Regions from separate parts of the Lactuca sativa genome. Here region 1 is linked to region 2. Evidence: chromatin contacts called from public Hi-C data. All regions are on one chromosome and are shown on one strand. Each heading gives the region's core, a stretch centred on a gene start, on an enhancer-like site or on the middle of the called end of the contact. The rest is flanking DNA. Distances are from core to core; before and after follow the strand shown.

The links. Hi-C and Micro-C count contacts between places; a contact is called where the count stands out from the background.
Region 1: a contact with region 2 is called in a Hi-C map of leaf, with 5 times the contacts expected there. The contact joins the promoter of LOC111908775 here to the promoter of LOC111908773 in region 2. A contact is called at or near these places in 2 of 4 Hi-C or Micro-C datasets (bud and leaf).

The regions. Positions count from the first base shown.
Region 1 is chr9:793,087-799,362 of Lsat_Salinas_v11, reverse strand. LOC111908775 (two-pore potassium channel 5) reads right to left here and starts at 1,453. Exons shown (of 2, transcript XM_023904583.3): 1 at 242-1,453. The coding sequence starts at 1,305. It overlaps LOC111908776 (a long non-coding RNA gene), which reads left to right and starts at 1,637. Exons shown (of 6, transcript XR_008226299.1): 1 at 1,637-2,646; 2 at 2,780-2,843; 3 at 2,947-3,017; 4 at 3,103-3,627; 5 at 3,732-3,790; 6 at 4,087-4,764.
Region 2 is chr9:479,714-486,024 of Lsat_Salinas_v11, reverse strand. LOC111908773 (ABC transporter B family member 11-like) reads left to right here and starts at 1,983. Exons shown (of 11, transcript XM_052767598.1): 1 at 1,983-2,237; 2 at 2,807-3,196; 3 at 3,286-3,340; 4 at 3,439-3,614; 5 at 3,720-3,941; 6 at 4,079-4,317; 7 at 4,410-4,935; 8 at 5,045-5,318; 9 at 5,397-6,311. The coding sequence starts at 2,861.

The sequences.
Region 1 (6,276 bases), core at 204-2,703, 310 kb before region 2:
AAAAAACCAAGCATGTCATTTCAAACCAGGTTCCCATCCCTAGACCAATGTATGGATCCCTAACAATTTTTATTAGTGAACCATATTATATAAGGTTTGACCTAGGGCTGTAGTTAGAGTCCTTTCATTGAATTGGAGTACATATAGATTACTCTAAATATGTGATATGTAGGAAAAGAAGGTTTATAGGGAAACTCAACAATACATGGAGATGGAGATGGAGATAGAGATACAAACCAACCTAAGGAAGCCATTGTTATTGATGTCAGCAGCTAACAAGTCCTTGACAGTGATTTGACGGTGCAAAACCCAATTGGCTATTCTCCTATGCCTCTTATGGATTCTGGCCTCGGCTAAATACAAAAAGGCACGCGCCACCATCAGAGTCGAGAAGAGAAGCCAAAACGATGCAAACAATCTTCCAGGAAGGGTTCTGAATGCCCTGTCTCCATACCCAACTGTAGTCACCGAAAGAACAGACAGGTATAACGAATCAATCCAATCCAGACCTTCCACAGAGTATAACACCAGCGTCCCCAAACCTATACTTAAAAGAACCACACCCAAAGCCAGCCCAACCTTCAACCTGATCCTCATCCTCCCTTTTGCAAAATCAAATACGTAGTCTATCGGAGAGAATCTCCTTTCTTCCACGTGGTGACCACCTGCATCTCCGTGATTCATTTTAGTGCTATTCAATATCATCTTCTCTTGCAGATCCAGGACGTAATTCACAACCCCAGACAACATTATATCAATAAACCCGAAACCTACCAACACAAAGAAGCAGGAGAAGAGTTTTGCAGATGGCGTCACAGGCGCAATGTCGCCATACCCGATGGTGCACATAGTCACAATGCAGAAGTATAGGGCGTCCACGATTGGATGGGTTTCCAGCCCTGAGAAATGATCTCTGTTGAAGTAGTAGATGCTGACACCCAAAGAGAGGTAGATGACCAGCAGAAGGGAAGCTTGTCTGACAAGTGAAGCAGAATCGGCTTGAGAGGGTTTGGGGTCGCTTGATTTCTCCAGGTTTTCAGGCATAACGACCATGGCAGGTGCGGTCTTGCAGCGGTGAAACTTGTGTTTCTTAGACTTAGAATGATCGAGGAGGAGGAGGGAAGTATATGAAACAATTGGCAAAGAGGAATCTTGACAGGAATTGTCAAGTGTGTATTGTGCTTCTATATTGTCTTGATGTTCTGGAAACGGCGTAAAGGAGAAATCGGAGAGGCTAGGGCTACCGTCAGCGACATTGATGTCACCTCTGTTTGGGTAGAAACCTAGAAATGGATCTGCTTCCATTATACACCGCAAACTACATACAAACTGATCCCCTGCCTTCTGCCGGCTGCCCTTTGGATTGGAATCGGGGGCAAAACACAAGAGGAAAATGAGGGGAAAATGAGATACTTTGGATGCGATGACTGGGATGTTTTCCGAAGGAATTGCCTAAAAAACCCTTTTATTTTGGAATAATTTACTGATTAGGTGGATTTATTATTGAGAAATTAAATATCTTTCTATATATATTAATTTTGAAGTACATGAACATTAACTCTATTCTATTGGCTGAATTTCTTTTGTATTTACTTTTTGTGTAACATTGTTATTTGAGTGGGTTTAATTGTTTGGTTTTTTTTTTTTTTTTTTTTAAATTCTATCCTATCTTTTTTTGTAGGTGGGGTAGTCATGTTGGGTGTCTTGGACACGTGCGTGTCAATTTGCTCATACGTTTTGTCACCATATACGTGTTTCTTTTTTCTTTCTCTTATATTGTCGAGTCATCCTCCACAGCCTTTGATCTCGATTTCCCGGCTCCAGTCTCCTCAATTCTCTTTCAGCTTTACGTCTCCCACATTCTATTTTGCCCTAAATTCACAGGGGTTAGTTCAACATCGCTACCATCATTGCCTCTGACGCTCACCCCCGCCACTTCAATCGCTGAATTCCAGCGAGCATCTCCACCAAGCGAATCAATTCGACCGCTCCACAAACCCTACTCTGCAATCCAGGTTCGATTCCATTGTCAACCGCTATCGCCTCCTTCGTTTTACTCCTCATTTTGTTCTTCGTTGTTCGTCTCGCCGCCATCGCGCTCACGCATGCCTTCACCGCTGACACCGTTGATCCAACTTACTTTTTCTATGAATGTTCTCCAACAATCGTTGCATCTGAGTCCCATGATTCTATGCCCTTTATTGGTACCATAATTAGAGCTATGCAGGTAAATAAAAATCATTAAAAGTTTAATTAGCTTCCAATTTCCCTACTATATCCTCCTCCACCGCTTCTCCTCTACTTTTCATCTATACTCTCCATTTCTTTCATATTTTCTCCCGAGAGCACAATAATCGGTTACTGTTCCGGGCCGTATCAAGGTTCCTTCGATATGATCCCCCAGTTTTGTCGTTGTCGGTATGTCTAATTTTTGACCAGTGTACCCTCCACAGCAAGCGATTGTTGGAAAAGATCTCCACATGTTAGTTCCAAGATTTGGGGCTTAAGCACATGGTCTGGAAAACCCTAGCGTATAATCGACTTGCCAGAAGAGTAGGTATTGGATTCGATTTTGGGGTTTTATTGAAAGTTTAATCTTGGGTTTTAAAAGAACTGAAGATGGAAACCTGATTTTAGACAGAAGAGGTAAACTCGATATCTCCTCCCCCAAATTTCGTCGATATATACTCCGACTTCTTAGGCCTGTTTGGAATGAACTTCGTATAATCGACCTGCTAGAATAGTAGGTAGTGAATTTGATTTTGGGTTTTTTTTGAAGGTTTAATTCTGCGTTTTCTAACACTCATCTAAAAGAGATGGAAACTTGACTTTATACAAAAGAGGTAAAGTCTCACCATTTGTTCCATTAGTTTTTTAGTTATTATGATTTATGACATTTTATTGAAATAAGAACTTTCTATTCACACAAACCATTTTCATTTTCAGTACACAATGTTAATTTCCTTCAATTGGTTTGCATAAGCCATTTAAATGGATGGATTTTTTCATATTTGATGGTGGGTCGTGAACTAATAAAAAATAGTGTTGTTATCCTTGTGTATTGAAATCTAATTTGAATAACAATATATTACTAATGAACAGGCTCTACGATTTACTCCAACAAATGTAAAAGACTTCGGCAAAAATTCGGTGACAACACTATACGTGAATCATGCAGCTATATTACAGGTTCTTTTGAATCTCATTGTTAGTTGAAGGATTCATTTTTTTAGACTAACATATGAGGTCCGTGAGCTTTTTTTGCTTCTATGTGGACATAAATGGAACATATGATTGAAATATCACTTGATATTACAGGTTTTGGGTGCAATTTGTTTTTCAAGAGTGGATATAATATATTTGTTGTGTATCCCATCACGGTTACAAAAAGGTCACATTAATCTTTATCCATCAAAAATGTATGTTTTTTGTTCTTTTTTTTTTTTTTTTTCATTTTTGCTTTCTACTTCTTGAAAAAACCAACTCATCATTAAAGCATATATTAACTATTATTTGTTGTCTTTTAACTATTATAATTTTATTTGATATTATTTATGCGCTTCAAGCCCAATGTCTGTTCAAAACGATCTTCAAGTTATTCATCGGTTGCTTTTTTGTTAATTTGAGGTATTATTACAACAAAAATAAACATTTATTGATTGCTAATTTCGAAACATATGTAAATTGAAGATTTATTTATTTATTTATTTTTTGTTTTTTTGTGAATGAAGCTACCAAAGTTAGCAAGATCGGAACATAAGAAGCTTCTTGCATGATTGGAACTATGAAGGTGAAGTAGCCCATGCAGTTTATTGACCATTATGCCCCCGATCATTTAAAAGTTTTTTTGGCATCATTTTGACTTTTACTTTTTTTAGGTTCATATTTTTTTTCACAGTACAATTTCCAATTTGAGACATGTGAAATCATATTTCTTTCCTAAAAGTCAAAAAGATAGCCTAAAAGTTCAACAATAAGAAAGTAGATTGTAGTGCTTTAGAGAAAAATGACTTGTGCAGTGGTTCATGGAATTTCATACTAATCGAAATCGACTGAACTTTTATCTTCTTTGGATTTGAATTTTAGAAATATAGAGAGGAGATGATGGAAAACGCACTTGAACAACTGATGTCTGTCTGCAATTTATTTGATTTCGACTTTGGGTCCGGTCAACCGGAAGAAATCCGATAAATTCCATTCGTTGCGGAACTTGGATATGTAAAGAAGAATCAAAATCAAACAGCGATGAAGTAAATCAAACATCAAACATTTTAAGAATAAAACCTGCAATTGTCAGCCAAAGAAAAGTCCACAAATCTTACTGGTCAGCCATTAAGTGTACTTGAGCAAAGGTAGATAAGACAATGTAAAAGAAGCGAGACCTTGCAAAGCATTGCGTCGATGGTTCCATGCTGCCGAACGAAATTGTTTTTTTGGGGGGCTAAACTTCAGTTGAATAAAGCGGCGGAGATGAGGATTAAAAACGTAGTTGAGGCGGTGGACTAATCCGGATTGAATTAGAGTAACCTGATGAAAGCATCGGAGCAGAACACGTGTCCAAAATAGTACAATCCACATGCAAAACAGGACGGTCCAATGATAGATTATAAGAAAAAAAAAGACTGATGAGAACATAGGGTAGAAAACGAAAAAAAAAGAATTAGGAGTAAAATGAAAATCCCTAAAAACATAAGGATAATATATGAAAATAGCCAAAGATATAAACCACATATGTCAAAATGCTGGCAAGTTCATTGTTCCTAAGCATGGTCTTTTTAATATATATATATATATATATATATATATATATATATATATATATATATATATATATATATATATATATATATAGAGAGAGAGAGAGAGAGAGAGAGAGAGAAAGAGAGAGAGGTTCAAATGTTTTTTATATCTATTGTATGTTAAAATGCACAACAAAAATTTAGTAAAAATTATAAGTATATTAAATTATATCAATCTTTATAATTTCTTTTTTAAAAACTAATTAAATTCGTCATTAATGTCAACAATAATATTCTTTTAGAATGAATTCAATAATATTCTTTTAGATTGAATTTGTATCTAGAAGAATGAGATTCGTATCTAGAAGAATGAGAGTGTCTTCTAATAGAATTAGAATGTATTTTAGTAGAATACATTTTTGTTTTTCATATTCTATGCAACTTTATTGTATTGTAAGTGAGTGAGTAGTAAAACAAAAAACGAACCCATATATAAAAACGTAGATGTGAATTCATTTTAAAAAGATGTTATTGTTGATATTAATGTTAAATTTAATTAGTTTACATAGAAAGAGAATATATATATATATATATATATATATATATATATATATATATATATATATATATATATATATATATATATATATATATATTGTTAGGAATAGTAAACTTCCAAAGTGTTTGGTAAGATTGGTCCCTAAGGTTATGTATGTTTGCTCCTTTTTTTTGTCATTTTTTTTGTCACTTTTGGTCCTCCAACTTACGTTGGTTTTAAAAAACTACTTATAATATTGACCATTCACTTTTATGTTTTTCTTCACAAACAACTCTTTCACTTTTGTTTGAATTTTTCATAACATTTGCCTTTTATTACATATTATTAGTATTTAGTATTTTGGCAGAAATGGTCTCTCATTATTATTATTATTATTATTATTATTATTATTATTATTATTATTATTATTATTATTATTATTATTATTGTTAGACAAAATTATACGATTGGTCCCTGTGGTTTACCAGATTTAACACATTGAGGACAACGATGGAAACCGAAATCACTCTTTTATTCTTAATCCAATTTTTTTTATTAATTTATATTTCTTTTTTTGGTTTTAAATTAATGTTTTAATTATCAAAAAATACCCACCCAATACCATAAAGCCACCCACCAGCTGTCATTACCACCACCACCACCAACGCCAAAATTACATAAATGGTCCATATGGTTTACCTGTCATCACAAATTCAGTCCCTACTACCTTAAAAAGACCAAATTACACTCACATTAAACGGACAAAAAACAACAGTCTATATTTTCCGGCCGCTGCCATACATGGCAATAAAGATCAATTTGTGAGAGCATTTCTTTATTTTAATCATTTATTGCAAAAATAATGATTTAGATTTCCTTACTTATGTTGGTCCCTAAGGTTATGTGTTTGCTCTTTTTTTGTCAATTTTTTTGTCACTTTTGGTCCTCCAACTTATGTTGGTTTTAAAAAACTACTTACAACATTGACCCTTCATCTTT
Region 2 (6,311 bases), core at 734-3,233:
ATCATGCTCATAATCGGGTCAAGTACATACCAAAATAGTTATGGGCTTAGACACTTAATCCAACAGAGAAAAGCAACTATAAACCTCTCCATTCCTTAAGATCAAAGTAGGATGTCTTAATATGATCATTTGAGAAGTACAATGCAATATTTTAGTTTCAAAATTAAAAAAAAAACAGATACGTTTAATATTATAAAGTTCATTGTTATTGTTATAGTAATGAACTATTAAAACCAGATCAATTATGGTAAACAACTTCTAAGTTAGCTATCTTCTTTTCCTTACTTCTACTTATTATATAAGCTTCTTTTCCCTTTTAACCTTTATACTCAAGTTAAATGTTAAATTACTCCTTCCATTTCCAACATTCTTAGGTCAAGATTCGGTATCTAGAAATGTGAAAAAAAAAGGTGAAAGAAGGTACAGAGCTATAGTGGCGATGGAATTTCAAAATAAGCGACTAATCTACATGTTTTTCTTTTCTTTCTTTTTTTTGTTTTAAATCTTTGCGATTCATCCGTTTTTTTGGCATATCCAACCCCGTAAAGCGGGGTTCTTCCCTAGCTGATATTAAAAATAAAAGATATGTTATATACCGGATTAAGTTAATATCATGTAAATTGTCTTTTTTTTTTCCCAACACTTAGCGCCCCTTAAATGATATAGGGCTATAGGCTAATTTATTTTTTCATCTTTGCCATTATTTACACCAATATTAAAATATCTATATTTGTTTTAATACATAATTATCTTTTGTTTTTTTATTACTTTTATACTATCATCTTTATTTTCTAGGAGGGGTTATAAAATCAAAAAATATTATTTTTCTAACGAGCATTCTACAAAAAAAAAAAAAAGAATCAACATATTACAACTTCAAACAAATGTATATAAAATCGAAAATTATTATTTTTAATCTTTGTCGTTATATACACTAATATTATTTCTTTTATACAAATTAAAAAAATATATTATCTTTTTAAGATAGTATCTTTTTTTAACAAAAAAATTCCAACTTCAAACTATGGTATATAAAATCGCAAATATATTATTGTCCAATAAAAATATTCAGACTGATCGCTTATCAATTTTTCTCTTCAACCATTCCATCTTCAAGATACTTTCCAACACTAAGAAATCAGTTATATGTCGAACTAGTAATTTAAATATTTTTATTGGACAATACTTTATTTGTGATTTGATATATATTAATTTGAAGTTGTATTTATTTTGTTAAGTGATTGGATGTGTAATAATAGTTTATCTAATTAATATATTTATCAAAAAATGATTAGAAAATCTTTTTATTCAAATGAGGCTGGATCTTTACTTCTTAAAAGGAATTAGGTATTAGAAAAATTAAATATAAAATGACTCTGCGATGTAAAGAATAACAAAGAAGAAATAAAAAAAATTAAAAAAAAAGGTTAGTTCAGGTCGTTTAAATGAGTCCCAAATACAAGGAAAAAAATATTTTACAAGTTTTAGGTTGTGTTTGGCGCGCCAAAGCTAGCTGATAAGCTAGCTTATTTTTCGAGTTTTTTATGTTGTCGTGTTTGGTAAAGCTACTTAGACTAGCTTTTTATGAGCCTTTTTAAAATTTTCCAAATACACCTCTTAATTAATTATAAAAATACATACTCTTACATGTCTTTTTATGTAATTTTATATATTTCAGCTAGTTTTACCAAACGTTATTTTTTTATCAGTTAACTTTTCAGCTAGAAACTAGCTTTTTATTTAACAGCTAGTTTTTCAACTAATACGTCAAACATACCCTTAATGTTAATTAAAAATGGTAAGTAAGTATCAGCCCATATTAAAATGGTTAATTAGATAAGGGTAAAACTGGAAAGATATATGAATTTAAGTGGATGGATTAATAGTTGCAGTGGAAGAATCAACCTCCTTTCATAAAAGGAGATGCTATGAAAGGAGATGCTAATTGAATAATTGAGTATCCTAAATCCAAGGGAGAAAATCATGTGAAGCTTTGACCAGCCTCTCTCCAGCCGTGCTCTTCAAGGAAATCTTATCTCTCTCTCTCTTCCTCTTTTCTTTGGTTTTGATGATGACATTCAATGTCTTGGCAAATTGGCAATTCCCCACCCACCCTTACATATATAAAATATATATATATATGTACATGTATTCTTGCTTTTTCGTCATCCAAGGTTCTACAACTGCTTGCTCTGCAACTCCCTCCCACCTTCATCCAATCATAAACTAATTACACTGTGAGCTCTGATTTCTTATATTTTAGCAGCAACTTTAAATTTTCTATTTATTTTCTCATGGATTGTGTGATATAGAGGGAATGGAAAACAAACCATCACCTTATGTATCTATCAGTCCATTCATAATATACATACTCCTATATCACAAGCTGGGTTTTCTTTTAACATCGATCGTCTCTTTCACCTGACTCTGCCTCCGCAGATAAATAATTTTATTTATTTATTTATTTGATCAATTCGGATTCGGTTTGGCATCTGGATCTGTTTCATCCGTTGGAATTACGCAACGTGAGTCAAACCCTAAAACCATCTAATCTAATCTGATTAACATCATTTGCCTCGTTTAATGTCTTATTGCTCTGTCTGGTACGTCTTACTTTCATTCATGGCATTTCCATGATCCGGTCCGTTTACTTTTCCTTCACACTTTCCCTGCCTTGCTTTACAGTAGATATTCCTTCTTTTAGTTTTGTTTCACTTTACTCTTTTTGTTACTAAAAATTAACTCGGATTTGATTTCCCGATATTTGCATTCTGATTTTTATTTTTTTTTAATTTTTTTTCTACAGACAGGTGGTACATCATTTTGGCTGCAAATCTAGCACTTGAACGGAGTCTACAGGATGAGCTCCGGTGGTAAAGGAAAGGAAAAGGACGAGCCCTCTAACTCCACCACCACCACCGACGGCGCTGATGGTGATGGTGATGGTTTACAACCTGAACAAGAATCCCGATCAAACAGGAAAAAAGAAAAAGAGACCCCCAATGCCAATAGTGTCCCATTCTACAAGCTGTTTGCTTTTGCTGATTCCACTGATTACATGCTGATGATCGCTGGTACCATAGGCGCCATCGGTAATGGAGCTTGCATGCCCCTCATGACTATTCTTTTCGGCGACCTTATAGATTCTTTTGGTGAGAACCAGAATAACGACGATGTCGTCCGTGTTGTTTCCAAGGTACGTATAGCTTATATGTATGTTTAATTGGTTATTGGTGGGCTAGGCAGAATGTTTTATGACAAAGTACAAGTATTATTAATTGTTAGGTATCGCTGAAATTTGTTTACCTGGCTATTGGGGCTGGTTTGGCAGCCTTCTTCCGTAAGTAGATCAAATCCTAGCTATTTCTTAAAACTTGGTTATATGGATCTATATATCAGCTTTTTCTAATTAGGCATGTTATGTATGTACGTATGTAGAGGTGTCAATGTGGATGGTAACGGGAGAAAGACAGGCTGCAAGAATAAGGAATCTGTATCTAAAAACCATATTGAGACAAGATGTGTCCTTCTTTGACAAGGAAACAAACACAGGGGAGGTTGTTGGCAGGATGTCTGGGGATACCGTCCTCATACAAGATGCCATGGGGGAAAAGGTTCTTAATTTAATTTCTATAACTAGTTACATTATTATTATTATTATTATTATTATTATTATTATTATTATTATTATTATAACTAGTTGTTGGTTTTGTTTGCAGGTTGGAAAATTCACTCAGCTACTGGCAACATTTGTGGGAGGTTTTGTGATAGCATTTGTGAAGGGATGGCTTCTTACGCTTGTCATGTTAACCTCGATTCCTCCATTGGTGATTTCTGGTGGAATGATGTCACTACTTATATCCAAGATGGCATCACGGGGACAAACCGCTTATGCTAAAGCAGCCAATGTAGTCGAACAGACAATCGGCTCAATCAGGACGGTAATATATATATATATATATATATATATATATATATATATATATATATATATATATATATATATATATATATATATATATATATATATATATATCATGCTATATGATTGGTTTTTAAAAAATATAAAATAAAATAGGTTGCTTCGTTCACCGGGGAGAAAAAAGCTGTTGCGGATTACAATAAATCGCTTGTAGATGCTTACAAGTCTGGTGTGAATGAAGGCCTGGCTGCTGGGCTTGGTTTTGGAACGATGATGTTGATCGTGTTCTGTAGTTATGCCTTGGCTGTTTGGTATGGTGCAAAGATGATACTGGAAAAAGGCTACACCGGGGGGGATGTGGTCAACGTAATTTTTGCAGTGCTCACCGGATCCATGTACATGATTTCTTTCTTTCTTTTGTCTTTCTTGAATCTTAAATCTCAAATCTCAACTAAATAGGTAAATAAATAAATTGTGTGCCCTGCAGGTCTCTTGGTCAGGCGTCTCCCTGTTTGAGTGCATTTGCTGCTGGCCGAGCAGCAGCATACAAGATGTTTGAAACCATAAACAGAAAGCCTGAAATAGATGCATACGACACAAAAGGGAAAGTACTGAGTGATATCCGTGGTGATGTGGAGTTAAAGGATGTGTATTTTAGTTATCCTGCAAGACCAGATGAGGAAATATTTAGTGGCTTCTCTCTTTTCATCCCTAGTGGGACGACTGCAGCTTTGGTAGGAGAAAGTGGAAGTGGAAAGTCAACTGTGATCAGCCTGATTGAGAGATTTTATGATCCTAAAGCAGGGGAAGTTCTCATCGATGATATTAATCTCAAACAATTCCAGCTGAAATGGATAAGGGAGAAAATTGGTCTTGTTAGCCAAGAACCGGTCCTGTTTGCATCCAGCATCAAGGATAACATCATGTACGGGAAAGATGGTGCGTCTATGGATGAGATTAGAGTTGCGGTCGAGCTAGCAAATGCTGCTAAATTTATCGATAAACTACCTCAGGTCCGTTTCTATTTGCCATTTGCCATTTGCTTTGCTTGCTTGTTATATATATAATTTATTACTGATATTGATTTTGTTTGTTTGTTTGTTTGTTTGTTTGTTTAACTAGGGCCTGGACACCATGGTTGGTGAGCATGGAACACAGCTTTCTGGTGGACAGAAGCAAAGAATTGCCATAGCCAGAGCAATTCTTAAAGATCCCAGAATCCTACTCCTTGATGAAGCAACAAGTGCACTGGATGCAGAATCTGAGAGAGTTGTGCAGGAGGCGTTGGACAGGATTATGGTGAATAGGACAACCATCATTGTAGCACATCGTCTAAGCACAGTAAGAAATGCCGACATGATTGCAGTCATTCATAGGGGAAAGATGGTTGAGAAAGGTAGGTCCCTACTCCTAGTTTAATTCACATACAAAACATCATCACCATGGCTAAGGGCTTATGAATTGTGGGTTGCAGGATCACATTTGGAGCTAGTCAAGGATCCTGAAGGAGCATACGCTCAACTTATAAAACTGCAAGAAGTTAGTAGGGACTCAAGAAAGCAGCAGCTGGGGTCAGAGGACCCCCCAACCCCAAGTAGTGATAATAAAAGGTACCTGCGGTCGATAAGCCGAGGATCATCATCTAGCATAGGAAACAGCAGCCGGCACTCGATTTCCAACTCTTTTGGCATGCCTACACAACTCGCTGTGGCTGCTGAATCCATGGATGTTGAAGCTGCTTCAGACGAAGAAAAGGCAGCACCCAAAGTGCCACTCCGACGACTTGCCTATCTCAACAAGCCAGAGATACCGGTACTCATAATGGGTACCATAGCTGCTATCGTCAATGGAGCAGTCCTCCCGGTTTTTGGCATTCTGATTTCCAGCATGATCAAGACATTCTATGAGCCCCCACATAAAATGAAAAAGGATGCTCGATTCTGGGCTCTAATGTATGTAGTCCTCGGGGTGGTATCTTTTTTAGCTTATCCTGGGAGATCATATTTTTTCTCTATTGCTGGTTCTAAGCTAATAAGAAGGATCAGATCTCTATGCTTTGAGAAGGTGATACGGATGGAAGTGGGTTGGTTTGATAAGCCAGAAAACTCCAGCGGGGCAATCGGTGCCAGGCTGTCGGCAGATGCAGCCAGCCTTCGTGGTTTGGTCGGCGATGCACTTGCTCAGCTTGTTCAGGATTCATCGTCTGCTGCTGCTGGTTTAGCCATTGCATTTGTAGCATGCTGGCAGTTGGCTCTCATCATGCTTGCTCTCATCCCTCTCATAGGACTCAATGGATTTGTTCAGGTGAAATTCATGAAAGGCTTCAGTGCGGATGCTAAGATGATGTATGAGGAAGCAAGCCAGGTGGCAAACGATGCGGTTGGGAGCA